Regions from separate parts of the Sus scrofa genome. Here region 1 is linked to region 2. A link is a contact called in public HiChIP or PLAC-seq data. All regions are on one chromosome and are shown on one strand. The core of a region is the stretch at or near the end of the contact, and the rest is flanking DNA. Distances in the headings are between cores, read along the strand shown.

Evidence for each region. HiChIP or PLAC-seq counts read pairs in DNA pulled down with a chosen protein or histone mark.
Region 1: an H3K27ac HiChIP or PLAC-seq map of alveolar macrophages shows a contact between it and region 2. The contact joins two enhancer-like sites. A contact is called at or near these places in 3 of 47 Hi-C or Micro-C datasets (adipose tissue, blood and liver) and 1 of 2 datasets of contacts at active chromatin or transcription factors (alveolar macrophages).

Annotation. Positions count from the first base shown.
Region 1 is chr7:89,720,897-89,723,596 of Sscrofa11.1, forward strand. No RefSeq gene overlaps it. Among named protein-coding and RNA genes, the nearest start is that of FUT8, 200 kb to the left of the region's middle. Within about 2 kb of position 1,380, at least 8 of the 83 cell types and tissues checked have an H3K27ac peak or open chromatin away from gene starts, as enhancers often do. A contact at or near this core is called in alveolar macrophages, where this site is marked.
Region 2 is chr7:89,210,352-89,213,051 of Sscrofa11.1, forward strand. It overlaps LOC102158121 (a long non-coding RNA gene), which reads right to left. Exons shown (of 3, transcript XR_304613.2): 3 at 1-319. Among named protein-coding and RNA genes, the nearest start is that of MAX, 43 kb to the left of the region's middle. Within about 2 kb of position 1,435, at least 44 of the 83 cell types and tissues checked have an H3K27ac peak or open chromatin away from gene starts, as enhancers often do. A contact at or near this core is called in alveolar macrophages, where this site is marked.

The DNA of each region.
Region 1 (2,700 bases), core at 130-2,629, 510 kb after region 2:
TTTTCTCATATTATCTTCCGTCATGTTCTATCCCAAGAGATTGGACACATTTCCCTATGCTGTACAGTAGGACCTGATTATTTCTCCATTCTAAATGTAATAGTTTGCCTCTACTAACCCCAAACTCCCCATCCATCCACTCCCTCCCCCCTCCCCCTTGGCAACCACAAGTCTGTTCTCTAAGTCTGTGAGTCTGTTTCTGTTTTGTAGACAGGTTCGTTTGTGCCATGTTTTAGATCTTGACAGAAGCTCTGACACCCCAGGAAGAGAAGGTCACTTGAAATGGATGTAGTTAAACAGATTTGTTTGGCTTTTCCTGAGGAATCCTATAGTGGCCTCTGCCCCAGAGTGGGACTCTCTGTAGGGGCAGTGCCACAGGGGACACTGAGCAGACCAGGAGGGTATGCAGAAAGCTAACCCTGGAGTTCCCGTTGTGACTCAGTGGTAACGAACCGGACTAGTATCCATGAGGACGCAGGTTCGATCCCTGGCCTCGCTCAGTGGGTTAAGGATCCAATCCAGCATTGCCAGACCTGTGGTGTAGGTCACAGACATGGCTCGGATCTGGTGTTGCTGTGGCTGTGGTGTAGGCTGGTGGCTACAGCTCTGATTTGACTCCTAGCCTGGGAAATACATCCATACACCGCACACGTGGTTCTTAAAAAGCAAAAAGAAGAAGAAAGAAAGAAAGAAAGAGAAAAGAAAGAAAGAAAAGAAAAGAAAAAAGGAAAGGAAAGGAAAAGAAAAGAAAAGAAGAAGAAAGAGCTAACTCTGCAGGCCTGAGACTGCTGTCCTTTGAAAGGCCTGCTCCCTCGATTGGCCCTGGGCACCAGGCTGTCAGGAGGGTTCCCACCACCCTGGTGGCTGAGAGGCTTGCTGGGCCTAAACTATTTGCACAGACAATGTGGTTTATGTTCAACAGCTGCTTTCCTTCTGGGAGTCTGGAATTTGCTGCCGTGGTAGGCAGAGGATGCTGACACATGCAGCCCCCAGTAAAACCCGGGCCCTGAGTCTTGAAAGGCTTTCCTGGGTAGCATCGTATCAAACGTATTGGCATGCTTTGTTCCTGGGGAATTAAGTGAGGCTGGACGACTCCATGGCATATGACTCTTGGAAGCTCGTGCCTGTTTCCCTTTGCTGATTTTGCTTTGTGTCCTTTCATTGTAATAAATCTTAGCTGTGAGTATGATGGAAGACTGAGGCATGTGCATCTTCCTGGCAAAGCACTGAACCTGGTGCTCTTGGAGACCCTGACACACTAGGGAGGTAGGAGGTGGGAGTAAGTGTCGGAGCTACCCCTGTCTAGATATCTGCAGATTCTCTAACTTCACCACTGGTCAAACTTCTGCCTTTAGAACTTCCTCTTGCCATCTCGTGGTCTCTAATTTCCTCCTTTCCCTCAACTGAACAGTCTCATTATTCAAATTAAGTGCTTGAGGGTGTCCTCCTGTGACTCAGCCTAGTTTGAGCTCTGAAATGGGAGAATGAGACCAAGGCTGAGAAATACGAAAAAAGCTTGAATCCGTTAATTAATAAAGTAGAATGACAATAAAATACCTGTAGGCATTGCACTTAAAATTCTTCTCTCCTGTACACTATCTGAAATGGTGTCCTTCTTCTCTGAGAAGGTAGGTGGGTGTCACCCAGAGGGTGTCACAAGGCAGAAAGAGGGTCATTGGTCATAGCCACAGAAGTTGGGGGTGGGGTAACCCCCCTGCAGTGTCCCCCAGGCAGATGCTCTTGTGGTGGTTGGGAATGTGACAAATGTGTGGTTTCCTCCCCCAGGTGGCAGAGGACAGAGCCGGGGAAGCTGGGCCAGATCTAGTGGGTGGTAGAAGCCTTTTTCACAACCTTGAATTTCATTTCAGAGGAGGGGGACTGGGAGTCACTGGATGGTTTTTAATAGAGGAAGGGCTGAGATCTCAAATATCTTTTCTGGTTCAAAGACCTATATACGAATACCCCCAAGCACTCAGGCCATCCCTGGAGAAGAACAGGGCCATTTTGAAGAAATTGGTGCTGTAGTTTTATATCCTTTTATTGTAATTTCTGGGAGCTAAGAACCATTGAATCATCTTGAGGAATCCTGCCTGTCTTGACCCTTTCTTTCCTCCCCTTCTTCCTTGCTTTTTCTTTAAGAAACAGAGGGATGAAAAACCAGAATCCTCATTCCTTTGCTACAGCATTGTCATTTGAATTAATTCATTTGGTGAATGGGCCTATGATTTGCATTTAGAAGAAAATTGCTATTTGAGTTTTAACTAGAACAGTTGGCCGGTAAATCAGCAGGCCCTCTTCATACTGACTCCCTATTTCCCCGTGGGATGGGACCCCCAGGCCCAGCAATACAGCTGGGAGCACCCCACTGACTGCAGGCATCTTCCCTGCCCAGACACTGACCTTCTCCTGTGATTAAGCCACATTTTCCCTCTGAGCAAAAGTCTAGAATTGGTTGATTAATCATGCCATTGTGAAATACGAACGGCATGAAAGCAAGTTGAAAATAACGAAATAAAAATCTTTTAAGAATTTAAAGCTAACCTCAACATCTGTAGTAAAATCTTCTGGTTCTGATTGATACAAAATCATTTTCCCAGATGAATCTCATTAATATATTATTGTATGCCTACTATGTGCTGGGCACCATTCTAAGCTCTTTGTGTAATTTAATTCTCACAACGCTTTCTTTAGTAGAGACAA
Region 2 (2,700 bases), core at 185-2,684:
TAAGCTTGAGCATCTGTGAGCCTCTCTCATTTGAGGATATAAAGGTGACCTCATGAAAACTGAGCTAAAAAGGAAGGTCTCAAGCTGGAAACACTGGGTCTGTCTGCTGACACCACGAGTAAGTTCTGGGGCGTGGAATGCATCATTGCATCTCCACACCTTCCAGGAACAGTCTGGGGAGGAAGAGGAAGGCTTGCAGCCCAAGTGACAGCCATGAGCAGGTCTGGAGAACTGGGCCAGGTTGTGTCAATGCTCTCCTTGCTGCTGTTGGCCCTTTCCGTAAATTATTAAGAAGATCCCCAGGCCTTGTAGATCCTATCTGGGAGAGAGGCAGAGAAAATTTACTATAAGAAAAAGAAATAAGAAATAGGGAAATAAAATTGTCTGCTTTTGTCACAATGGAGCATGTCTGCAGTGGGTCTGGCTACACACTTCCTAAATCAAGCCATATCCACTGAAGGCTATAGATGAAATCATTAGCGTCCTACCACTGGCAATTTTGAAATTTGGTTTTCTGAATCTTTCTTGTTCTAGGGCTGTGCATGCATCTTCCATAAGGGTTAGCCTCAGGAAACCAGACTCTGTTCATTTCAATGCTTATCCACCACTCAGGACAAGAGTAATAAATAATAAGAGTAGTAATTATGGAGAGTTTACTATGTGCCGGGCACTGTGCTTAAGTGCTTTATAAACATTACCTCACTCAATTCTTACAACAACCCTAAAGGTAGAAACATACTGTCATCATTTTATAGATGAGAAAAGGGAGGTTTAGAATTTATCTAAGGCAACCCTGACCCAACTCTTAACCACTAGGCCACTTGAAAAAATGACTATCTCCTGTAAAGCTTTTAAGGGTAACTGTGAACACGATGGACAGCTGTCTGGTGGCTTATACTGGGAAAATATTGCACTCCACTAAAACTAGGCTCTCCTGGCCAGGACCCTCCCCCTTCCTTCCCTTCTCTCTCCCATCCCTCCCCTACTTCCTTTCCCTCTCCTGCCCCATCTCTCTCTCTGGTTTAAACCCTCTTCTTATCTCCCTTAAACCCAGCCAGCCCACTCTGCTCAGCTGCTGGGGCAAACCCTGCAGGGGGTGGGCCTCCTGGTCCTTCGGGCCAATGTCCTCCAGGTGCTTCCGATAGACCTGAAGTGCAAAGGCCCTGCCTCCTGCTCCAGCAGCAGCCTGACCACGTCCACAGATCCCAGCTGCCTGTTGGGTTTGAGGCTCTTGGCCTGAAGGCTCTGCTGGCATCTGAGGACAAGGGAGCAGGAGGGCGGGTGAGGCCCCCTCCCAGCGGCGGGTGAGGCTGGCCTGGCAGAAGCTGTGGCCACCCTCTGTGATTACGGTCTCGGCAGTACTGGAGGCCGATGCAGAGATGACTTCCTCCTTGGGGTGGGGAGCCGATCAGCGGCGGCCATGGCAGGTTCGGTTTCACTTTCCTTGTCTCCACACTCTCTTTATTATCTCCTCTGAGCTGAAAACTTGGCCGTGGCCTCCCAAGGCCAGCCCCTATAAGTAATCAGAGCTTTTTTGGCTCAGATTTTGGTTCAGATTTTTTGGTTCCTTTCACTTTCCCGGTCAGAAGCTGCTTCTCTGGGCACTGCAGCTTTCCTGTCAGCAGGCCTGCAGGGCCCTCTGTTACAGGGAAGGAGAGACTGTTTGGGGTTGGGAAACCAGCAAGGGTTTAAGCCCCATCACTCTTCCACAGGCCCAAGGGGCTTCCTGTTTGTCAGATCAGGATGTTTGGAAAGTGCTTTGGTGTAACTGCTGTGCTGGCCCTGAAAGATGTGAACCCACAAGAGAGGCGATGGCTTCGATCCTACTGACCCAGCAGGGCTCCGGCTGCTCCCAGGGCTGAGGGAGGGGCCGGAAGCCTGGCTTCCGGAGAGTTAGGAAGGACTCAAAAGAAGTTGGCAGGATGACATTGTCTTGAGTCACATCTCAAGAGAATTTGGGAGAAGTGCTATTCTAAAACTACTATGTGGAAAATGAGGCTTTGCCTGGGATGGTGGGGAAGGTATGCTTTTCCAAGGGTGTCGTCATTGCCAGGTGACATCCGAGCCTTATGGAGAAGACAGTCGGGGATAAGGGATGAGCTGGACGTCCTGTGTTCTGGTGGTGACAGCTGAAGGACATGATTAAGTTACCCGGATGGTCTGAGCTTGGAGTTCCTGCCTCTACATTGATGTCTGCACCTGCAGGGATGCTGTGTGCATGCTGGTGGGCAGGGAGGAACAGCAGGGGTCTTGGCCTGCTTTGAAGTGGGACTGGACTGGAATCAGAGCATTGCTGTCCTCAGGTGCTGGGGAGTGAGCCTACGAAGAGGAGGCCAGAAAAAATGTGATGTGCTTTACCTACCAAGAGCTGGAGATAGTCCAACACCTTTACCTTTGAGAGGGAGCCCGGTTAAGAGGAGGGAAAGGCCTTGGGGTTGGCCACTCAGAAGCACAGCTCACCCAGAGAAGAAAAAATCCTGGCTGATGGGGGCTGATTTTGGGAGGACTGGGAGGGACTGTGAAGTTCAGATGTTTGCCAACAAGGGTGTGAGAGCAGCAAGCTTGCCTTGCTGAGCCCAGCTAGCTTGTCCTACTGCTGCAGCCTTGCCTGAGAGCCAAATGGTGGAGGCCTGTTTCAGGAGCCCCTTATCTCTCATTACCACTCGCTGAGCATCCTTTCACAAATGACTTCTGGACATA